4 separate regions of the Mus musculus genome follow, and regions 1, 2 and 3 are each linked to region 4. The links are chromatin contacts, called in public ChIA-PET and HiChIP or PLAC-seq maps. All regions are on one chromosome and are shown on one strand. Each heading gives the region's core, a stretch centred on a gene start, on an enhancer-like site or on the middle of the called end of the contact. The rest is flanking DNA. Distances are from core to core; before and after follow the strand shown.

Evidence for each region. ChIA-PET counts read pairs in DNA pulled down with a chosen protein or histone mark. HiChIP or PLAC-seq counts read pairs in DNA pulled down with a chosen protein or histone mark.
Region 1: a contact with region 4 is called in an RNA polymerase II ChIA-PET map of memory CD8 T cells, with 29 read pairs. The contact joins the promoter of Wnk1 here to the enhancer-like site in region 4. A contact is called at or near these places in 1 of 39 promoter capture datasets (cranial neural crest), 2 of 484 Hi-C or Micro-C datasets (CD4 T cells and the G1E-ER4 cell line) and 3 of 115 datasets of contacts at active chromatin or transcription factors (the 230-238 cell line, memory CD8 T cells and pro-B cells).
Region 2: an H3K4me3 HiChIP or PLAC-seq map of pro-B cells shows a contact between it and region 4, with 4 times the contacts expected there. The contact joins the promoter of Ccdc77 here to the enhancer-like site in region 4. A contact is called at or near these places in 1 of 39 promoter capture datasets (neutrophils), 4 of 484 Hi-C or Micro-C datasets (B cells, CD4 T cells, erythroblasts and 1 more), 2 of 115 datasets of contacts at active chromatin or transcription factors (pancreatic cancer cells and pro-B cells) and 1 of 9 other capture datasets (embryonic tail).
Region 3: an RNA polymerase II ChIA-PET map of memory CD8 T cells shows a contact between it and region 4, with 27 read pairs. The contact joins two enhancer-like sites. A contact is called at or near these places in 1 of 39 promoter capture datasets (hippocampal neurons), 2 of 484 Hi-C or Micro-C datasets (LSK cells and pre-B cells) and 5 of 115 datasets of contacts at active chromatin or transcription factors (embryonic stem cells, large pre-B cells, memory CD8 T cells and 1 more).

What each region holds. Positions count from the first base shown.
Region 1 is chr6:120,035,856-120,041,993 of GRCm38.p6, reverse strand. Wnk1 (WNK lysine deficient protein kinase 1) reads left to right here and starts at 3,339. Exons shown (of 28, transcript NM_001199084.1): 1 at 3,339-5,120. The coding sequence starts at 4,362.
Region 2 is chr6:120,354,323-120,360,312 of GRCm38.p6, reverse strand. Ccdc77 (coiled-coil domain containing 77) reads left to right here and starts at 2,946. Exons shown (of 12, transcript NM_001381936.1): 1 at 2,946-2,986.
Region 3 is chr6:120,185,232-120,191,139 of GRCm38.p6, reverse strand. All of the region lies in intron 1 of Ninj2 (ninjurin 2), which reads right to left. Among named protein-coding and RNA genes, the nearest start is that of Gm25327, 44 kb to the right of the region's middle. Within about 2 kb of position 3,384, at least 189 of the 459 cell types and tissues checked have an H3K27ac peak or open chromatin away from gene starts, as enhancers often do. A contact at or near this core is called in LSK cells and memory CD8 T cells, where this site is marked.
Region 4 is chr6:119,405,322-119,410,802 of GRCm38.p6, reverse strand. It overlaps a transcript of Adipor2 not described here. Among named protein-coding and RNA genes, the nearest start is that of Adipor2, 19 kb to the right of the region's middle. Within about 2 kb of position 2,657, at least 91 of the 459 cell types and tissues checked have an H3K27ac peak or open chromatin away from gene starts, as enhancers often do. A contact at or near this core is called in the 230-238 cell line, LSK cells, memory CD8 T cells and 2 more, where this site is marked.

The DNA of each region.
Region 1 (6,138 bases), core at 2,090-4,589, 630 kb before region 4:
TACTTCCTGTGAAGTAGTTACGAAGTTCAGATAGGCCTGTTTGTGTAAAGATCTTGACATATAAGTAACTGTCTGATCAATGGTAGACATTATTTTACAGAACAAAGTGAGTGAAGACTGAAAAAAAAAAAAGGAAACGTGCTGACCTCTTTTTAAACGTTTCTGACAAGTTAATATTAATTGTATAGCAAGACTTCTCTATGTGAAGTTTATCTAGATACACTGAGTCAAGGAATCATAAATAAAACCAAATCATTTTAGAAGGTGATCTATGACACAGAGGTGAAAATAAGGGATAATGAAATTTGAGGGAAGAGGAGATTATTTCTAGATAAAGAAGTCAGAGGGGTTTCTTGACTGACATTCATACTTGAAGTTGAGATCCATACTATCCAGCATTCAACCTGTACATAGTGAGCTTTTGTAAAACAGTAAACACAAGCGAGAGCTTAAAAGAAGGCCAAGCACAGTTGGGAATGACAGGAATGAAACAAAACTCATTCACACGCAAGTCAAAGGAACATGGAAAAGGAGGGAAAAAAAAGAAAAAAGAAAAAAAAAAAAAAAAAGGGAAAGAGGCCCTCCATAAGCCACATCCAGGAAGCTACCGGGAACTGTACCATACTCTAGATCAAGTATGTGTTCAGTTCATTTCAGCCACTGTCTACCTTAAAGCTGTTGCCGACTTTTATTGCCTGTAAGTTATCAATGGGAAGAGAGAAGCATGAATCAACACACTGAAGAAGAAAAACAGATTTGCATTCTTGGTCACCCAAATGCCAGTGCTTCAGATGTTCATTCTGAGTGCATTTGTGTATACTAAGCTCTTCCACACACTTCTTTCTTCCTTTCTTTCTTTCTTTCTTTCTTTCTTTCTTTCTTTCTTTCTTTCTTGGCTTTTTTAAGACAGGGTTTCTCTGTATAACCCTGGCTGTCCGTTCCACACACTTCTATTTAGTCTCTTGCTGGTTTGTGTGGACGGGAGAGAACTTGAAAACAAACTCCAGAGAAAGGGAAAGTATGATCTGGAATTATAGTCAAGAATAACAGGGAACTTAGTACGGATTTAATCATTATAAAGAGAGATGAACATGTGAGCGTAGTAAATCTCCATACTATAGTTCAACCTTTAAGTCTAACCGTCCCACACAGCGACGATACTCACCATTGTATCTGTTTTCCTAGTAAAGCTAAGTAGGAAAAGTTGTCATGTGGATAAGTGTGGTTTTTAAAGTCAATGATTAGTAGGTTATTTATAATGACTAGGTATTCTTGCTTGAAATGATGTGTTGACAGGTCATGGCTATATTATATATATTAAGGAAGTTGTGCCCATTGTCATGTGACCAAAGTTGCAGGGTTTAGTAAATAAGAATAAGCAACAACGATAAAATTGTTTCAGAACCACCTGGACAGAAATATCCTAATTTCTTTTTATAGAAACAAACATACAATAAATAAAAAAAAAACTGTGATTTACTGGTCTTTTAAAAACCCACCACTGTATAATTAAGTTTCTTTGTGTTATAAACAAAGTTTTCTCTGGTAAAGCAACTTTGAGAAAATTATAATCAACAGTCTTAAGAAGTACAAGAAAAATGCACTTCATAGTTACTTCTTCATTTGCTGACATTAGATTTATCACTGGAGATAAACCACTAATTAAATGTACTAAAACAGACTTACCATTAATAAAGTGAACTAATGATTTTCTAAAACAGTAGAGCACTAATATTTCAGTATTCTTCCTGCCCCTTCTGCACTTGTATTTCAAACTGTTCACAACCTGCCTTCTTTATTAAATCTAACAGCCATAGGGTTCAAACAAACACTAAAACTTACATGGTAGATTTCGGCAAGAAAAAAAAAAAGGAAACGTGCTGACTTCTTTTTAAACGTTTCTGATAAGTTAATATTAATTGTATAGCAAGACTTCTCTATGCGAAGTTTATCTAGATACACTGAGTCAAGGAATCTTCCGTTTAGCCGCTTCCAAATCACTCAGAGATCCTCTCATATAGTCTTGGACAAGGAAAACGCGCTTCAGAGCTCGCTCCAGTCCTGGGCTGCGACTGCAGCGTATTCACGCTCGGGTGCGGTTGCGTACGTTTAAGCGCTTCCCGCTCTCACCGGTTGGGTTAAGACTTGTAACTGCCATCTGGCTCATAAATTTGGTTTCCTACTCTGTCTGGTGCCCCCTGGTGCTCATCACAACTATAATCTTACGTAGTAGCAAAGGTGGTCCAGGAAGCACTAAAGATATTTTGAAGAGAAGAATTCCATTACTGTAAACTGCACGGATCTAGGTTTCCGGAGATCCGCGCCTTGGTATAAATTACATATGTGTACATATGCAAGTGTAGTACAGAAAGGGGATGTTTTACTGAGCCACCGAGGCAGGGTATAAGAAAACAAAAGGAAAATAATTTTTACTCAAATATAGAGGCAAAAGTCAACTATGTCCTCTCAAGTTTGTAATCAAAGATTAAAGATGTAGAATATCTTCGAACTCGACCTCCTCCCATGCTTGTCACCCGCCTCTCCCCGCCCCCTACACCTCCCGTTCCCGTTAAGTTTCCGGCAAAGCAAAGAGGTTCGCTCTGATCCTGGGTTTTATTTAGTAGGCAGCCCATCTTTGCAGCCAAAGTACTTGTTTGGAAACTGGAGATGAGCATGCGGCTTTAGTTGTTGTGAAGAAGAGAAGGATGGAATATATTTTGTTTACCCTCACCCATCTAATCAACAGTGATGGTATGTGCACTCTTCACAAAGTTTTCTGGGAGTCTTCGAATTCAGGCTCAGGTTATTCAGCTTTACCTCCTTCTCCACTCCCACACCCCTAGTCACAACACTAAGGAGGCTCTCCATTAAAGACGAACAACATCATTTTTCATTGCATGGCAGCTCTACGAGCTATCTAAGCAGAACATGACGGAAGTCTCTCATTCTCTCCTTTCTTTTCTTCTCCTTTCTTCTCTTCTTTTGCAATTGATTCCTAAATAATGATTTTGATAGCGAGCACTGAGTTTGGAACGGAATTGAGCGACCCACGATGACGCTCCCATCAGGCTTTCAGATGGGGCGGTTTTCAAAAAAAGGAACTACAATTCCCAGGAGGCACCAGGCTAGAGCAATCGCAGGGCATCACGGAAGTAGTAGGCGCGTTCCTCCCGGGTTCCTTTCACGGTTTTCACCGCGAAACTACAAATCCCATCGTGCCTCGAGCTCGGCACGCCTGCGCGAGAGCCCCCCGAGCGCGATGTGGGCGGGGCCGCCCCGGGCGGCGGGGGGCGGGGTCCAAGCGGGCTGTGTGGAGGCTTCAGACATCGGCGCCATTTAAAGCGGAGAGTTTTCCCGGGCGGACGCGCTCCTTCTGCTCGGCTATTCCGTACTCCCTTCTTCGCTGACAGAAGGCGCCTAGTGGGGTGACTGCTCTTTTTCTCTCCCTCTCCCCCTCCTCCCAGTTCTTTCGGTCTCCTCTCCTCCTGGCCAGAGAAGTAGCGGAGCCCGGGCCCCGCGGTGAGCGGCCCTCCCCTCCCCACAGTTCCCTCCCTCCTCTGCCCCCGGCGCCGGCCAGAGAGGGGAAGAGGTTCGCCAGGCCCGGGGCGGGCGGGGAGGCCTCGGGGACGGGGGGGGCCGCTCCTCAGGCTTCGAGGCTTCGAGGCTTCGGCCCTCAGCATCTAGTGATGGGCGCCCTCTGAGACTGGTCCCCTCTCCGGGGCGCGTGCTGCCTGAGGCGGCGGCCGAGCGAGCGAGCGAGCGAGCGAGCGACCGGGAACCCGGGCCGCGGCCCTCCTTCCCCTGCGCGGCCCCTCCCACTCCTGTGCCCCGGGCTGCCACCGCCCGGCGTCGGGGCTCGTCCCTCGCGCGCTGTGCCTCCGCCCTCAGGGCCTATCCCGCCGTGCTCGGCGGGCGGGCGGCGACGGCGGCAGCGGCAGCGGAGGGAGCTTAGCCGTCTTCACTTGGGTCGCATCCTCTCGCCCAGGAGCCAATTCCGCGCCCTGCTCCTCATGACTGCGGCGCTTCTGCTGCCCCAGCCCTACCGGCCTCCGCTCGCTGCAGGATGGATGCGGACTGTGCGGCGCTAACCCCCGTGGCTCCGCTCCCTCCTAGCCCGCCGACGAGCCCGCCCCGTGAGCCGCAGCAGCTTCGGTGCCAGCAGCAGCAGCCGCCGCAGCAGCCGGACTCAGTGTCCCGCGTCGCCCTCGGGGCGCCTTGTCAGTGCTGAGTGGGAGTCGTCCGGTGGTTCGGAGCCCGCCGTAGGAGCGCTGCCCAGCACTTCTTGGTGGCTTCTCCGGGTCACCCTTTTCCCTTTTCATTCATAAATCCGAGCCCGCATTCTTCACTCCATCGGACCGACCATGTCTGACGGTGCCGCCGAGAAGCAAAGCGGCACTCCGGGCTTCCTTACGCCTCCGGCGCCCGTCCCCAAGAATGGCTCAAGCTCCGATTCTTCCGTGGGCGAGAAACTGGGGGCTACGGTCGCCGACTCGGGAGTTGGCAGGACGGAGGAATATCGGCGCCGCCGGCACACTATGGACAAGGACAGTCGTGGGGCGGCCGCCACCACCACCCCCACGGAGCACCGATTCTTCCGCCGAAGCGTCATCTGCGACTCCAATGCCACCGCGTTGGAGCTGCCGGGCCTCCCTCTCTCTATCCCGCAACCTAGTGTACCTGCAGTGGTGCCCCAGAGTGCTCCACCCGAACCTCACAGAGAGGAAACTTTGACCGCCACCGTTGCTTCCCAGGTGTCTCAGCAACCCTCGGCTGCTGCCTCCCCTGGGGAACAAGCCGTTGTAGGCTCGGCCACCACGACCGTCCCCAGCAGTACCAGCAAAGACCGCCCGGTGTCCCAGCCCAGCCTCGTGGGGAGCAAAGAGGAGCCACCGCCGTCCAGAAGTGGAAGTGGCAGTGGTGGCGCCAGCGCCAAAGAGGCGCAGGAGGATAGGAGCCAGCAACAGGATGATATCGAAGAGCTGGAGACCAAGGCAGTGGGAATGTCCAATGACGGTCGCTTTCTCAAATTTGACATCGAAATCGGCAGAGGCTCCTTTAAGACAGTCTACAAAGGTCTGGACACCGAAACCACTGTGGAAGTCGCCTGGTGTGAATTGCAGGTAATGCCCCACCCCCTTTTTTCTTATTCGGTCGTTTGGATCCCAAATTTGGCTCTGTTAAGCCAGTTTGTCGAGTTCACTCTTTACTTGTAATTCTCTGACTCTGAGAGGGCGGGAAGACTAGTGTCCAAAGAGGTTGAAATTGGGAGATTGTGGAGCTTGTAGTTAGTTAGGTGTTTGGAAAAGATAGGAACTATTGGTGTCAAGAAGGATTGTTATCAGCCAGGGGTAAAAAGAGTCATTTAAGTACAAACTTGTGTGTTTAATGTCAGGCAGGAGACATGGAATTATTGGAAAAGGGTTTCCCTTCGTGTTGGGGATCGAAGAAGTGGGGCCTGGACAAGTGCTTTCCCACTGAGCTAAATATATCCTCAGCCTTTGGGAATTTTTTTTTTTTCTTTTGCTTTAAGTAAATATCAAACCTTTTTTTCCTGTACACTTCATTCTCTTCTAAGCCTCTGCAATAATGAACTGCCTTGTGTGTTTCCATCTCTAAAATCTGATTGTTAGACAAGACCCTGTACTTTTAAGGAACAACTTTCTTGATAGCAGAATATCATAGCATAGTAGCTAATAAAGGCATGCCTGGAAATCCCAACTACTTACTCTATTGGTCGAGGCAGGAGAGCCTCAAGTTCAAGGCCAGTCTGGCCTGGGTAGTGAGACACTGTCTTTTTTGTTTTGTTTTGTTTTGGTTTTTTCGAGACAGGATTTTGTATAGCCCTGGCTGTCCTGGAACTCATTCTGTAGACCAGGCTGGCCTCGAACTCAGAAATTCACCTGCCTCTGCCTCCCAAGTGCTGGGATTAAAGTCTTGCACCACCATCAAAACAACCACCCAGTCCCTGATTCCCAACTCTCTTTCCCTTTAAGTGCTTTCAGAGTAGGAAGGTACAGTATATACCTACCAATATAACCACCTACAGGTGCTTAAGCCTTATGGCTAGCTGTGATCTGACACTGTTCATTAGTCTGTCTTCATCCTATTCAGTCCATAGTGAATAGTAAAAGTCCATGC
Region 2 (5,990 bases), core at 1,697-4,196, 950 kb before region 4:
GGAATTCAATGTTGCCTATTCAGTGACATTCAGAATTGCCTCTGGTATTACACTATCACTTAGAATAAAAGCCAAGTAAGTCGCTCCCATATACAGGAATTTACAATGGTTTAGGAAGTAGATCAGGCGGTGGTTTTAGAGTATTGCATTATTCATGAGATGGTTAGCTAGAGCAGAACTCCCAAATTAGAGCCATGGCTTGGGTGTGAAAGCCCTTGCCCTAGGAGTGTAAAGACCTCACACCTGGCTCCTAAGACTATAGCTGACCTTAGATAGGGCTGACATTGTCTCAGTTGTTTTATTGCCCAGTTCCTGCCAGTCTTTGTGTTTACATTCCTCTGTTTAGTGTAAGAGTCAGTAAGCATTCGGTAACCTCATTTGTACCTTGCTGATGTGTCACCTAACTTCCCTATTTTCTTCTGTATAAAAAGTTTGATGCTCGGGCTGGTGAGCTGGCTCAGTGGTTAAGAGCGCCAACTGCTCTTCCAAAGGTCCTGAGTTAAAATCCCAGCAACCACATGGTGGCTCACAACCATCCGTAACGAAATCTGATGCTCTCTTCTGGAGTGTCTGAAGACACACTACAGTGTACTTACATATAATAAATAAATAATAATAAAAGATTTATAAAAAAAAAAGTTTGATGCTCAATTTGACAGATGACATTCAGATTCTGGTGTTGTGTCTGTCTGTCATTCATTTGCCGACTCCTTGTCCATCTGCAACTAGAGACTCGTTCCACACAGACAAAGGGACCCAGAGGGTCTGCAGCACTCTTTTTAAAAATTGGAAATGTGGGGCTGGAGAGATGGCTCAGTGGTTAAGAGCACTGGCTGTTCTTCCAGAGGTCCAATTCCCAGCAACCACATGGTGACTCACAACCATCTGTAATGGGATCCAATGCACTCTTCTGGTGTGTCTGAAGTCAGCAACAATGTGTGTATGTGTGTGTGTGTGTGTATATATATATAATAGATTCCTCTAAAAATTGGAAATATATAGGAAGGAATGAACCATGCTTTTTTTTTTTTTTTTTTTTTTTTTTTTTTGGTTTTTTCGAGACAGGGTTTCTCTGTGTAGCCCTGGCTGTCCTGGAACTCACACTGTAGACCAGGCTGGCCTTGAACTCAGAAATCCGCCTGCCTCTGCCTCCCGAGTGCTGGGATCAAAGGCGTGCGCCACCACACCCGGCTGAACCATGCTTTTAAAAATAGTATTTATGCTATAATTTATACCATAATATTAAAATTTTAGATTTACTTCATGAGTGTTTTGTCTGCAGGTATGTATGTGCCTACTGCCCACAATAGGAGGTCAAAAGACTGGGACTTGTCTCCAGTCAAGGGATTACATATTCAAATGTTATGTCTAGTCAGTCTCATTTAAACATCAGGAGGATATATGAAGAGCTGAGGGTGGTGGCTCATGCCTCTAAACCCAACACTAGTTGGGGAACCCTGTCTCAGCAACAAAAGAGGATATATAAAAGGAAGTTACACAAGAAAGGATCAATTCTGCAATGCATAGTAGCATTACTTTAAAATTTGGAAAGCTTGAAAATTGAAGCTTTTATGCCTATGTCAACTTCAGTGGCTCACTGATAAGTGTACACAATTTTTTCAATATGATATTTCAAATATCATTGGTTTTCCTATTCATGTCATAGGAAAGGATAAAGAGAAAGTTTATAGTTTTTCCTTCTTTGTTATTCTATTTTGGTTAGTCCCTGGGAAATTCTTGGAGTCAGGCTTGGGTGAGAAGTATAGTTCAGTGGTAGAATACTTGTTTACCATTAAGTAACCATGATTCCTTTTTTGGTTTTGTTTTGTTTTGTTTTGTTTTGTTTTGTTTTGTTTTGTTGAGACAGGGTTTCTCTGTATAGCCCTGGCTATCCTGGAACTCACTTTGTAGACCAGGCTGGCCTCGAACTCAGAAATCTGAGGCCTGCCTCTGCCTCCCGAGTGCTGGGATTAAAGGCATGTGCCACCACGCCCGGCAGGACCATGATTCCTGAAGCCTTAGTTCAGTCGCAGGGTGAATCCAATGACTGAGCAAACAAGCAAAGAGCCATTAAAATGTGTTTGGAGTCAGAGGTGATGAGCTATAATACCTCTCTGTGTGTTTGTTTTGTTTGTTGTTTGTTTAAGGGTGTAGTTCTGCCCTAGAACTTGCTGTGTAGACCCAGCTGGCTGCCCCTGCCTCCCATACACTGGGCTTATGCCTGAGTCCCAGAATTTGAGGGTAGATGCAGGAGGATCTCTGAGGCTTCTACACAGCAAGATCCAAGCTAAACTGGATACATAGTGAGTCCTGGTTTGGTTCCTCACACCCATATGGTGGCTCACAACCATCCCTCTTTAATTACATCTAAGCTAAGGCATAGAAAACTCTGTCTCCTCCTCTCCTCTCCTCTCCTCTCCTCCCCTCCCCTCCCCTCCCCTCCCCTCCCCTCCCCTCCCCTCCCCTCCCCTCCCCTCAAACTCCTGATCCTTTTTATGTCCCTTCTCAGGAATTGGGATTACAGGCTTTTACAACTCCGTAGGATTTGTAGAACGTTTCTTAGGCTCACTTGAAACAAACTAAAGGCTCACTCGAAACAAATGATAATGTGTACTAAACTCTCCGAGGAGTTCTCGTGATTATGTATGTCATTTATGCAACAGGTTTCATTAAAGGAAAATAGTTAAGTGAGTTTAGACTGAGTTGTCAAAACGAGTTCTAACAGCCAAGGGATACTTACCTCCCCCCTCCACACGCATTCTGTCTTTGCGCAATGCTGTGTGCAGAAGAGAAACTACACTTCCCAGGAACCTCTGCCGGTGAGGCGCAAGGCAAGATGGGAAGTACTGCTGGGTGAACAACCGTCCTATTGGTGTGCAACCTAAAAGGCCGCCTGAGCTCGTGAGCGATTGGTAGGATTTTGTAGATGCTCGCTGATTTGAGTTGTTTTTCGGTTGCGTTGTTGGACGCCAGGGGTTAGCACTTGGTGAGTGTGGATTTCAGGGAAAGGGTGAAAGTTTTTTGGGGAGTAAATATGGTGGGATAAAAGCCTTAGTAATCAGTGCGGAAGGGAGCTACAGGAGACTAAACCTAGGGCCAGTCAAGGAAAGATTGTCTGTAAAAAGAGAAGTTTCCGGGACGCGGAGAGCTTTAAGAATGACTGAGCAAAGATCTGCTCAAGAACTGTATGAACTTGCCAGAGAACAGGATCCAGACGTCCTGAGATGGACGGAGTTCCGTCTCCGTCTTCCTCCCACTTGCTTAAGCTTCGATTTCCTCGTTTGAAAAATAAGGGATAATAAAAATACTTCAGAAAGTGGTTATGCGGGTAAATACGACTTTTTAGGGACGGGGTTGTGGCCAATATGTAGAGTGTTTGCTTAGCACGCCTGTGCCCTCAATTCGATCTCTTACACCTACAAAACAGAAACCCATCACCTTTTATATAAATAGAGGCATTCCTGCCTTGCAAGGTAGGATTAAGATGGCTTCTGTCTGCCTGGAAGATAGGTTATCATAGTAAAACTGCAAATACAGGCATTTATCAGTGAGGGGGGAAAAAAAGCTTTTAAATTTTTTTAATTATTCGTTTTTGTTTTTTGATTCGGGAATCTTACTCTGCAGCCCACGTGGGCTTGCAGTTCACTATATGTACCAGACTGGTCTCAAACTCTTGGCATTATACTCTTGTCTCGGTCTTCTGAGTGTTGGGAGTACAAGTACACAATCAGTTTATGGTTTTTCTGTTGTTTATTTGAGACAAGACCTTGCTCTGTTCCGGGCTTGCCTGGAATTCAACTCTGTACCCTAGGCTGCCCTCAATGTTGGGTGATCTTCCCAGTGCTAGCTTTTAATGACAGATGCCACTACAATTGGCTTTCTAGATCGTCTTGAATGGAAAAACTCAAGAAAGAGATGGAAGAAATAGTATTTAAGATGAATTTTACATGCAGAATACACTTGATTAAGTGAATTTACTAGAGTTGTGGAAGGAGTTATAATTGAACTGCCAGGAAGCTCATGAGCAAAGGCATAGAACCAAGAACATTATGTGCCTCTGGCGTGGTGTATAAGCTTTTAATCCCAGTGCTCGGGAGCCAGAGGCAGGCAATCTCTGTAAGTTTTAGACCAGCCTGGTTTACATAGTTCCAAGCCAGCCGTAGTGAGATCCTGTCCAAAAAAACAAACAAAAAAAACATTTTATAAAAACAGGGTATATCTGGGGAAAGAGATAAAAATAAGTCAGGGAAGAGAGGTTAGGCTCTAAAATAGAAAGTTCTGAATTCTAGGCTTTATTTAATGTTCGTGTCTGTAAGTAGCCACTTGTCAGCTTGTGATTTTTTTGTTTTGTTTTGTTTGTTTGTTTGTTTTGTTTTTTTTGGAACAAGGTATCTATCACTATATAATGCTGGTTGTCCTGGAACTCAGGCTGGATATGAGAATCTAGAAAAGTATGGCCTAACCTTTCCCTTAAATCATTAGACAGGGGCTAGAGGGACGGTTCAAGTGTTTGAGAACACAGGCAGCTCTTCCAAGGGACCTGGGTTTGATTCCCAGCACCCACATGGCAGCTCACAGTAAACATGCATCTAGTGCACAGACACACATGCAGGGAAAACACCCATACACATAAAATAATCATATTTTTAAAATTATTAGAGCCAACAGTATAAAAATGGTATAAGAGGACTCAGCAGGTTGAGGTGACAACTTGAGGCTGACCCTCCTAGAGATACCAGGGAGTAGGGAGAGAAAGCTGACTCTTTAGATGTACATACATGCCCACATACACACACACACACACTCAAATACACACACACACTCTTAAAAAACCAAGATGATCTTTCCTCCTCAGTTACTTGTTGTCAGTTAAGATGGAAATTATAATCATACAGATTTTTTTTCTGCTGTTTTTTAATTTTTGTTTTGTTTTCCTGGTGCTAGAGGATTAGAACCCTGGGCCTCACATATCCTGGGTAATCTTTGTCAAAGATAAAAAGTAGAAAAAGCAAGTCAAACAAAGTACTTTTGGCTCTCTGTTCATTCTAAATTTGGCATGACAGTCTCCTTAATTTCCATGGACTATATTGCTTATTTTTAAAAGTTTTTTTAAATTTATTATTGTGTTTATGTGTGAGTATGTAGAGGTCGGAGGACAACTTTGTGGGGGTTTTGTTTGTTTGTTTTGTTTTGTTTTTTCGAGACAGGGTTTCTCTGTATAGCCCTGGCTGTCCTGGAACTCACTTTGTAGACCAGGCTGGCCTCAAACTCAGAAATCTGCCTGCCTCTGCCTCCCAAATTCTGGGATTAAAGGTGTGCGCCACCACGCCCGGCTAGGTTCCCCCACCCCAACCTCTTCCCCCCCCCCCCAACCCGGGATTGTACTCAGGTTGGCTAAGCTGTCTCTGCAGCCCCTGTTTGGCTGATTAGAATCTGGCTGGGTATAGTAATGTCAACCTAAGTGATGTGAGTTCAGGTGTAGGCAGGCTGAGACTGGCCGGTTCCAGGCAAGCCCAGACTACATAGCAAGATCCTGTAACAAACAGTTTGAGTGAGCTTGAGTGTACTAGGTGTGGTACTAGTACGTACCTCTATGCATGGTGCCTTGAAGTTGGAGGAAAGAAGATGGGAAGTTCAGTGCCAGTGTAGACTACGTCCTGTTAAGGTATGGGTGGGGGTATAGCGTAATTTTTTGCTCAGTATACACAAAACACTGAAGTTGATCCGAAGAACTACATATATTATGTATGGTGGCAAATGCATTCTGGAGTTGGAGGCAGAAGGATCACAGGTTCAGGTCATTCTTAGATACATAGGGTGTTTAAGGCCGTAAGTTACACGAAACCTTGTCAAAAACAAACGAACAAACAAACAGCTGGGATGTGGTGGTTCTGAGGCCAGCCTGGTTTACAGAGTGAGTTCCAGGACAGTCAAGGCTACATAGAGAAACCCAGTCTCAGAAAAACACAAAACCAAAAAAAACAAAAAAA
Region 3 (5,908 bases), core at 2,135-4,634, 780 kb before region 4:
GCCAGGCTAGAGACAGTGAATCACTTTGCCCCATGCAGCCCCAGGCACTGGTGACCTTTGGATGAGTCACTCCTGTCAGTTTTGAGAAAAGCCATGCAGGCAGTCCTTCTGTGTGTCAGCTCAAACCCCGGCTACACAGAGAGTAGGTCAAATGATGACCTGTCAGTTGGCCTCGGAGTAGTAAGCCACCTAGAGATTCTAAGAGCACCTGGAAAGTTGGCGATGAGTCCCCGGCTTCCAGAGGCTGATTTCCTACCCCAGGAAAGGGTGGGTCCATCCTAGAATGCTTGTTTAAACCGTAACCCCAGGAAAATTATTCTACTCATGGGTTTGAAGTAGGTGTTGGGATGTTCTGCTGTCCTATCAGAGTCCAGCTTGGGAAGGTGATGGGCCTGCCCCACTGTGTTGCACATACGCTGGAGCCCATGTAGGCCCAATATACTGTGTGGCTGTGTAGCTCCAACACCCTAGAACCATGTAGCTCATAGTTATGGAGGACATATCTGGCACAGCGTTAAATACAGGACATGAGTCAGCTTAGTCCTCACTCAGCCCTGCAAAGATGAGAGCATCACCATGTAGTGAGCAGAATGCAAAGAGTTCAAGGAACTCACCGAAAACCACACAGTAGAGTGCCCTTCCCTTTGTACTGGAGTCAGCATCTTAACCCCTCCCCTACAATGTTCCAGAAGCTAAAACATGCTTAGGGTCTAATGACAAACATATGAACAATGCAGGATGGCACGTCTGTAATCTCAGCACTCAGGAGACTGAGACAGGAAAAAAGCAAGGACAACCTGGGAAAGAAACAAAACAAAGAACCCTAAAGATGAACTACATGGTGGTAGTCAGATGAAGGGAAGTAATCCTATAGTCTGGTCAGGGCACACTGCTCAATGGAAGTCTAGCCCTTAGTCCCAGGGAAGCTTGCTCCAGACTTGCCTGAGTCTTCCAGGCCTATGTGTCCCCAACCCCTGCACTGCTGTGGGCAAAGAAGACAGAGGTTTGCCTTGGATTGAAAATGTTAAAACATTTAACAGAAGCATCTGGGAGAACTGGTCGACCTTGGCTACTTCTGCTGTGAGAAGGGAACATCTGTCCTGTTTGCTGTGCATAGCTGGGGCTTAAGCTCCCTTGTAGAATGCTTGTCTTGTAGTATTCATGAGGCCATGGGGTTTGATCATCAGCATCCAAGTGGAGGGCGGAAGGATGGGAAGCAGGCCCTTGAGAAATATTGAACTTATGGAAGACAAGCAGACAAACCCCCAACTCAGGATTATCCGCCCATATGTGGCCCTACAGGCATTTTAAATAATCTCTTCTGACTCAGGGCCTGTCCCAGCCCAACTTTTGGTGTAGGCACCACTTAGCTTTTCCACAAGCCCCAGAGACTTGTAATGCCTCTCCACTCCTTGGACAGCCTCTGTCCACACCCAAGGCATGCCATACCACACCAATCTCCCAAGAAAAGGAAATATTCGCCCAAGCGTGATGACACTGTGTATCCAGGGTCCCTGCTCCTGCTCTTGGCCTGCAGACTTCTGCCTTCTGGGCTGCTCATCTCTCCAGCCTGTCTCCTACTCTTCTCCCCACCCTTCCCCATGGGGCGGACTAACAGCTAACCGTTTTTGAAGGCTCTGCCTGTGCCCGGAGCAGGATGCTGAGAAGCAATGGTACACATTAGTCACAGTTCCCTAAACATACTCCACCCTTCTTGCCTGTTCTGGAGGCCTGTCTGCTCTATGCCCCTGGAGGAAGTGTCCTCTTTCTGCTAGACCCCTTCCCTTGGTACAGGCTCTGTTCCCCTGTCTGTGTTGGCCTTTGGCCTTCTTTAGGCCTCTATATGGCTCCCTCTTCTGCTGTCTTCCCTGCCCCTTTGGACACGGTCTCACTGCATAGCCCAGCTGGTCTTGAACTTAAGCTGTCTCCACCTTTAAGATCCTCTCTTGCATATTCTTGGGTTGCACAGTCCCCGAGCTCAGTCCCTTGCTAGTGTTTGGTGCTAGGATGCTGGAGAAGAAACTTAAGTGTCTCAAATACACACTGCTTTCCCACAAATTTATTAAAGAAAAGAGCTTTAGGGTGTGGCATCACTTCCGGGACAGGGGAGTGGCTTGGGACATCTGTTGGAAAACCTGCTCCACCCCTAAGGACTGTCTTTTTCTCTCCTGGACTGTAATCCTCACATAGGGCTGACAGGCCCGGTGCTGTCACTGTCTTCAGGCCAAAACCCACAAAAGGGCAGACTCCTGCGGCTCTCTGTTTGGGGCAGGCCCCATGCCGCCACTGTGCCGCCCTTGGCCTTCCATGCCAAGAGCAGCCGTCTTGCCCTTAAAAATCAACAGCCTCTAATCCGCGGTAGGGCGGGGTGTCTTTTGCGTGTTATTCTGGTGATAATCCCTGACTGTCCCTGAAAGCTCCTCCAGCCTTGGATTCAACCTCCCTGGGAGGCTCCAGCTCTTGCCCAAGGCCCCAGGACTGGGCCTGGACCGTGCAACATTAAAGATGAGGGGCGTGGCCTTCGGGGGGGCTGGGGGGAAGGGCTGCGGGACTGCGGTTGTCCCGCAGGGGAGGCCAGGAAACTGCTTAGAGAGGCTCAGGTTAGCTCAGCCCCTCCCCGGCAGGAATCTGAGTCTTCGGAAACCCAAGTGAGAATTACAGGCGACAATAGGGTTGGTCCTCCACTAGAGGAGGCAGAATGTGCAGAGAGGCTGCAAGGGAGGACCTGCGTGGGAGAGCGCGGCGGGGCCTGCTTACTCTTTGCGGAGAGCTCGCCCATCTCCCCTGCAAACAGAACTTGGCCAGTGGCCTTTAGGAAAGACTACTCAGAGTGCAGTTAACCGTGGATTTACCACACACAAACTGCCCAAGGATCTATCTGTTCCCCCCACCCCCCCACCCCCCAGTGCTCACCCAAGACCAGAGCACTTTCTGGGTCAGAACTTTGCTTGGAGGTTTTCAGCCCCATTTGGCACTTAGCTCTAGAGTCCACTTTGGCTCTAGAGTTTCCCCCAAAGCAAATATTCTCCAGGTCCACCCAGCCCACCTCCGCTGCCCCGCTGCCCCGTGGATCCTACTTTTAAGAGCCAAGTAAAAGAGTTAACACGGAAAGAGCAACAAAGACAATGCTGCCTGCCGAGCACAGCTCTGAAAATGGAACTAGTCCCAAATTTGTAAGTGAAGGAACCGAAGTTCCAAGAAATTGGCTGCCCAAAGGTCAGATCTGAAGGGCTGTGTGCCCATATGGAAGTCCTTAGGCCGGCGCTCTTTTTTTGAATATGGTTCTCAACGCGTGTGGATTTGATGTGGAAGCAGAAGCAGCGGGGAGCACACAGTAACGAAGGTGCTGGGTCAGAGGCGTGGCTTGGTGACAGACCACTTCCCTTTCACTCGTAGGCTGGATCCCCAACAGGGGCGGGGGATGGGTAGGCAGGTTCTCTGACTGAATCAGACAATCAGGAGAGATGCCCGGGCATGAGGACCACTGCCCTATCCATGGCTGCCCTGGAAGTCTCTTTCTGCGCGCCTCTGCTGGCCAGTTTCATGTTGATTTTGCCTTTTAATTCATTTAATAGCACCTCCCCCCCCCCTCTGCTCCCCGGAAACCAAGGGTCAGAACAGTTCAGTGAGGTTGCCAGGACCACCCAGCTTTTAAGTATTAGAGTTCCTGGGATCTGGGACCTGGGTCGCTAAGCCACTACACCCAGCTTTCACAAACCTCAAAAGGCCCACCCAGAATTATGGCTCACACCTTCAAACCCAGTACTTAGGAAGCTGGGGTAAGAGGCTTGTTTAAGGCTAGCCTGGGCTACGTAGGATGTTCCAGTTCAACCTGGGCTTCAAGAGTGAGAGATCTTGCCTCAAAAAAGAACCAAACAGACCCTCAAAGGACCAGTCTAAAGAATTTTAATGTAGTATTTCTAGGTTTTCCCACAGGAAAACCAATGAAACGAAGCCCAGATTTCATTTTATCCTGGCAGCCAGGATGGGTGGCAGCATCTCTCCCCTATACCCATTATAGGCACACCATTGCCTTGTCTCCGAGAGCCCGAGGCCCCTTTCTTTTCATCCTCGGCCACACCAGAGCTGAGGCGTCATGGGTGCTGAAGGGCTCTGCCACTTCAGTACATCTGAGCCACGGGATTTCTCCAAGCTGTAATGGAGAACCTGAATCCAGAGAGAAGTCTAAATGTAGAATAAAAAATAAACAAAGAAAGAAGGAAGAAAAGAAACAGAGAGAGAGAGAGAGAGATGCCTTTGTCTCCAAACAATGACAAACAAACCCAGAAGTTAGTTCTGAAGTTGAAAGTCAACATTGCACACCACGATGAGAGTGAGTGTGGCCTCCCCACTAGAGCATACATTTCAAAAGGCGAGAGTTCTTGTTTGGAATGTAATGCAATTAGAACAAGAAGTACTGACAGTTTCTGGCTGTAGTCCAGGTGAGAAGACCCCCAGCAGGCCATGGTATCTGTCAGCTAGATGGGAAAAGGGGAAGGTGCTGAATTTTCCACCCCATCCAGCCCGGAGAGAGCCTGCCAAGATGCCCGCCTATTCAGTCCAGTTCAACAAACCACATCTCCAGCTCCTTCTATCAGACGCAGACATCTAGGATGCAGTGAAGATCCCTGCCTGCCGTACAGTCCTGCCCTCCTAATCTCCTAAAACGGCAAGGGTTAGCAGGGAATAAAGTGTCTAAAGTGGGGAAGCCAGGAGATAAAATGACCCTTCATGCCACCCCAACGGCTGCTGCGGGGACTGTGGACTTTGTCTCCCTCGGTGCTGCAGCACCTCACCTGACAGGGCTAATGAACAAGTGAATGAACTCTGCATTCATTCAGAAAGGGCCTAGCAGACGGAAGAGGAGTTGTGTGCCAGACCCCCTTCAATGGAGCATCTTGCTTGCTGTACTGCAGTATCCTTGGTACTGGCCATAGATGAAATAGACTATAGAGGGAATAAACAAGAGAGGATTCAGGGAGCACAGAGTCCCCAGTGCTGGGGTGACGACAGTCCTGAGGGGCCCCCTTTGACTGACTTGCCAGCATGAGTCAGCAGGACTGTGCCCACCTGGGACCCTGACCCAGCCCAGGTGCTTTGCTCTCACCCAGCCCTCATTCCTTCCTCGCCCAGCTGGTGCAGCTGGAGACCTCACATGGCGGGTGCACCGCTCTCTCTTCAGTTCTCAGGCTTCCAGTGCCGCTGTGAGATGGGAGGACACAGTCACTGAGCCCAGCCTGCACTCAGCAGTGCCTCTGATAGCAGACAAAGCTGAAGGAAACCGAGGGGGAGCGAGCAAGCCAGCAATGGCAGAGTTCTCTGTGGAGCCAGGGAGGTCTGACTGGAGGGGGCTCTCCCTATCTCTGCTGGGTGACCTTGGAGCCCCCACAAAGCCTTGCTGCTTCTCTGCTTTTGATGTCTGGAAGGACCTTCCTCTGAAAGATTTCCTTCTCACCAGAAGTCAGTGTAGGCCTACTCTGGATTGAGCAAACCCCCCAACAAAATAGCTAAAATAGCTTCTTAACTAAGGTCAAGGGATCGTACCGGAAACAGCCCAGCATCAGGCCCTGGCAAACTGGCAGATTCTCTGTCTTTCTCCAGTCGTGGGGACCAAGATAAAAATTTGTGCGTAAACCGGGCGTGGCGCATGCCTTTAATCCCAGCACTTGGGAGGCAGAGGCGGGCGGATTTCTGAGTCCTAGGCCAGCCTGGTCTACAAAGTGAGTTCCAGGACAGCCAGGGCTATACAGAGAAACCCTGTCTCGAAAAGCCAAAACAAAAACAACAACAACAACAACAAAAAAAAACGAAACTTGTTCTTAGGAGGAAGCAACCCCTCCCACCCTCTGAACTGAGCTCCATCCCCAGCCCAGTCCTAGAGCTGCGCTTTTTTTTTTTTTTTTGGAGA
Region 4 (5,481 bases), core at 1,408-3,907:
AGTAGGGGAGGGGTGGACTTATTTGATTTACAGACTGCAGTCCTTCACTGAAGGAGCCAAGGCAGTAACTCACGGTAGGAACCAGGAGCAGAATCTGGAGCAGAGACCATGGAGGAATGCTGTTTACTGACTTGCTCAGCTACTTTTCCTATATGGGCCTGGCCTACTTGCCTAGGGATGGTGCTGCCCACAGTGGGCTTGGCTCACCCACATCAACTGACAATTGAGAAAAATGCCCCATAGACATGCCCAAGCCAATGGAAGTAATTCCTCAATGGGGTTCCCACTTCCCTCTGTGTAGGTTTGTGTCAAGTTCACAAAATTTTGACAGCAAATAATCTTAAAGGAATCTAGAGGCTATCAATAAAGGGACAGAGTACTGCATTTGCCATCTGGAGGCTGAGGAGGAAGGAACTCAATCACATTATGGAAAATTAGCCTAGGCCAGCTAGGGTGGGTGACTGCAATCCTGATACTCTGGAGGCTGAAGCAGGAGGGTAGAGACCTTAAGGCTAGCCTGGGTTACATAGCAAGACCCCCCATCTCAAGCCAGCCAACTAACCAACCAATCCCAAATACTTGAAAAATACCATGAGAAACCTTCACCCACATCTTCTCACCCAGAGTTAAAGCATGGGAGGCTGGAGTTTCATTGCATTTTGACCTTGTGAAAGAGCCTGTCTGGAGACCTGTGTGCCAGGAAAAGGCTTAGCCTTTGAACCTTGAGCAGAATTGGGGCAGAGGGAAACTGTTATCTGGAAGACAGATTATTCTTGCTGTTCTCACAACAGGTTTTGAAATTCTCTGGAGCCATGACCCAACCCCCATTGGCCCCAGCTCTAATCAGCCCCTTTATTTTAGTCTCCCTTTTTGAAACAGTCTGGATGTGAGCCAATATGTCACACGGCTAAGTCACTCTACTCAATCTCTACCAATAAGCTCCAGAGATGGGAAACCTCTGGACTCAGCATGAACCCTATTAATGCTTGACTTAGAAGCACCTATGGAACTCAGATAAGGGGAACATTGAAATATCACCCCATTGATAACTGAACTATCACCCCAATGATAAGGGACAGATCAGGGATAGTATGCTTACTTAGCATGCACAAAGCTCTCTGTTAAAGTTCAAGTTCAGGAAAACACGGAAGAAATGCCAGTCGGTGGTGGCTCAGGCCTTTAATCTCAGAGGCAGAGGCAAGTTGATGTCTGAGTTTGAGGCCAGCCTGGTCTACAGGGTGAGTTCCAGGACAGCCAGGGCTACATAGAGAAATTCTGTCTTGAAAAAACAAAAAAAACAGAAAAGGAGAGAAAGAAAGGAAGAAAAGAAAGAGAGGGGGAGGAAGGGAGGAAGGAAGGAAGCAAGCAAGGAAGGGGAAGAGGAAGAGGAAGAGGAAGGGGAAGGAAAGGAAAGAGCCTAGTCTAGCTGTGTGTGGTATCCCACATTTATAATCCCAACACTCTGGAGAAAGAGCTACTTGGATCTCTATAAAGTCAAGGCCAGTCTATACTATAAAGGGAATTCTTGCCAGCCAGTGCTACATAAGCAATACCTTGTCTCAAAAAAAAAAAAAAAAAAAAAAAAGAGTTACCTAAGGCTATAGAGACAGCTCAGTAGTTAGGAGCACTGGCTTCTCTTCCAGAAGGCCTAGGTTTGGTTGCCAGTACTTAAGTGGTGGCCAACAACCATCTGTAATTCCAGTTTCAAAAAAAAAAAAAATCCAGTCTGTTTTGGTTTTTGTCTAAGGACACCTTTTACTTCACTTGTATTTTATCTGACTGGCAAGCAGGGGACTAACTTGGAAAAGAGGAATGGCGAGAGGCAGGCTACTGTACGAACAGGCTACCACTAGGCTCCTTCCTGTGTTCGTATATGTTATTTTATTTTATTCCTTTCAGATAAACTGTAATGGGTTGTGTGTCACAAGCAGTTGCTGAGATACAACCTCCCACAAACCACAGACCTTCCCTGGGTCTTGTTCCTTGTGGTGAGAATCACAAGCTCTCCCTGGTTACCAAAACTCAGCCAGTGGTGACAGTGGGTTTCTTCCTTTCTGAAAGCACGGCAGGGGTTAGGACAAAGGCTTGAGTGTGTGAGTGCTCGCGTGCGCGCGCGCACACACACACACACACACACACACACACACACTCCCCTTTATAGGTAGTCAAGATTACAGGTTCAAGGAAGGCAAGCTGCCTATTTGACCTGGTGAAGCTGTAGTCAGTTCTGAGAGCACTGCAGTTTTAGAATAGCCTCTACCTAACCAGTGAGGCAAGGAATTAAAATCCCCAAACCCGACACTCACCGAGGTAGGAATTTTGCCATTAGTTTCATGTCAGTGTAGCCTATAGTTTGAGACCCCCCCCAAAAAAAAAACCTGAAAAAAGGGGGTGGAGGTGTAGACTTCTTGTGGAGTGTTTGCCTAGCCTTGGGTTCAGCACCCAGTATCACATAAATAACGGGGTATGTAACCCTGAACATCCCAGTACTTGGGAGGCAGAAGCAGCAGGACTCAATGGCACAGTGAGTTCTGGGGTGGGGGTGGGGTGAGGAGGGGCTGAGGGTGGAACCTGGGCGTTTCAGGTCCCCTGGACTCCTTACTTTGGGGCAGGAAGTCTTCACCATGGCAGAGCTATGTCAACCCTTCCTCTTCTGCGGGCTTGATTGTAACAGAGGCCGTTTCTGTTCTCACTGTACACAGTTGAATATTGAATGTCGAGTGTCTTCCCAGAGGCTTGTATTTAGCTGAGACTTTGCCCCTAGAGAGTGGTTCTATTGGGAATATTGGGACCTTTAGGAGGTGGGGACGAGTGGGAGGGTCACTGGGAGTGTACTCAAAGAGGATATTGTAGGATTCCAGCCTTTCTATTCACTGAGTTCGTGAAACATTTTTATTGCCCCCCCCCCCCCCCCGCCTTCTTTTGAGCCAGGATTTTACTGCCTGTCCCTGGCTGGTCTGGGATTTGCTGTTGACCTTAAACTTACAGAAATTTCTTCTTCCTTTGCTTCTGAGTACTGAGATTAAATCATGTACTACAATGCTTAGCTACGCACCCGGACTCTGACCCCAAATCTTTTCAAGTTTGAGTAATTTACTCAAATGATTCAGAAATCTTGGAGTCAGAGTCCCTGTCGATGTGTTTTTTAAAATGGCAGAGGTATATAATCTGGCGGACGGGAGCATCTCCATAGCCCGTGCTGATCACTTTGTCAGTCATGGTGGCACAGCCTAGTCTACAAAGCAAGGACTAGTTAGTGAGATCCTGTCTCAAAAAAAAAAAAAAAAAAAAATTTAAAAATTCAGTTGGATCCACACAAGCGATGATCATCTTTGGGCCCTCCTGGAAAACTTGACGGAGACGAGGGTCAAGGAGCCCACACCTGGACAAAGGCTGCTTAATTATGCACAACTCTTTTGTTTGTTTGTTTTGGTTTTCGAGACAGGGTTTCTCTGTGTAGCCCTGGCTGTCCTGGAACTCACTTTGTAGACCAGGCTGACCTTGAACTCAGAAATCCGCCTGCTTCTGCCTCCTGAGTGCTGGGATTAAAGGCATGCGCCACCACAATTATGCACAACTCTTGCCTTCTTGTGAGAGTCCCCAGAGCCCAAGTCGGTGCCTAAAGATGGTCTTGGTCTGTCCACTAGACCCTTTGTTTAGTCCCTTTCCCAGTGTGGCCACATTGAATAAATCTCCTCTCTCAGGTTTTTTCAAAGTATTATTTTTATTCTCTGTGTATGAATGTGTTGCCTGCATGTATGCATGCCAGTGCCTACAGAGGCTAAAGTTACAGTTCTGAGCACCTCTCCAGCTCCCTCTGTTTGCTCCTTTTTTCTTCCTGGAGCTCACAGAGATCCTCCTGTCTCCACCTTCTGAGTGCTGGGATTGACTCTTCTTGCTTTTTGAGGCAGGGTCTCATGTAGTCCTGACTTTTCTCAAACTCCATATGTAGCCAAAGATGACCTTGAACTTCAGCTCTTCTGTCTCTTCCTCCTTCTTCCTCCTGGGTGCTGGGATCTCAGGCGTGTATGCCACCAAGCCAAGCTGTTTGTGTCGTGCGCGGGGGATCAAGTGTCTTTGTAGCTTTAGCACTGGGAAATGTGAGCCCTTCACCCGTCCCACTTTCTCAAGACTGTTTTGGCCAGTCCCTATCCATTCTCATTGGACTTTTAGTATCAGTTTGTTAATTTACGCCAGCAAAGGCACGTGTGCAGGTAGGTGTGCCTGCCTGTGCCTTAGTGGACACCAGCAGATGTCAAGCATCCTTCTCCGTCACTTTCCATCTTAACTCCTTGAGAAGGGCTCTCACTGAATCTGCAGCAAGCCTCACTCAACTCATCCTCCTGTTTCCTCTCCACAGCACTGTTGTTTCAGGTGTACCTGAAAACCATGTGGATTTTCTTCATGGGTGCTGGGGATTTGAACTCGGGTCCTTATGCTTGTGCAGCCAAGTGTTCCTACCCACTAAGCTGTGTTGTCAGCCCAAATCATTACTGTCCTGAACTCACTAGGAAGCCAAGGATGATCCCGAGTTTCTGTTCCTTCTGCTTCTACCTCTTGAATGCTAGGGTTCCAGGTACGTGCTACTCTGCTTGCTTTATGTGGTGCTGGAAATGGAACCGGGCTTTTGTCTATACTCGGTAAACACTCTCCTGACTGGATCATAGCGCTAGTCTGTAAATCTTTAATTTATACTGAAATACTCACTGAAATATCTAGCCTCTGCAAGGCCCTGTGCCTTGTCTGACGTGGCGATGTTATAGCATCCGCACCAGCTCATGCCTGACCTAGAGCACGCAGTCTCAACATAAAGAACAGCAATCAAATGAATAAAATGTGCTCAGGTGAGAAAGAGATAGCACTACTCTCGGGATTCATATAGCCCACTTTCTGGTCAATCCGCTCCAATTCATTCATCATTTTTCTACCTCCTCCCTCTCCCTCTCCCTTTCTCTTGGGGTAGGCTAGCCTGGACCTCATTAGGAAGCCTAGGGTGGCCTCAGACTCCTGGTGATCTTCTTGCCTCGGTCTCTGGAATTACAAGTGTGGGCCACCGGGCAGGGTTTCTGAGGGATGAACAATAGAATGAATAAGGAGAAATGAATAGCATGTCCTGGGAATTCAGTCTGTGATGCCTGTTGACAATAAATAAAAACCAGGAATTGAAACTTTAAACTGTACTTTATTCAGAGAGCTGGCAATCTGGGAGGGAAATCTGTCTTCCCCGAAGCATCTCCCCGTATCGTGTTTTACATGGAATCAGAACGAGGGCAATAAATCAGTCCAGAGTTCAGCCTCCTCTCTCTGGCCGGGCAGTTGGCCTTGCCTCTGAGATTCCACTTTTCTTTCCTAATCATGTTTGGTTGCAGAGGGTTCATGTACGCTAAAGGCACCCAGTTTTGCATTCTATCTAGATGACACCTCGTTTGAAGGTAAACCTGAAACAAACAAACCATTAGCAGAGGGCACATGTTGGGTTTC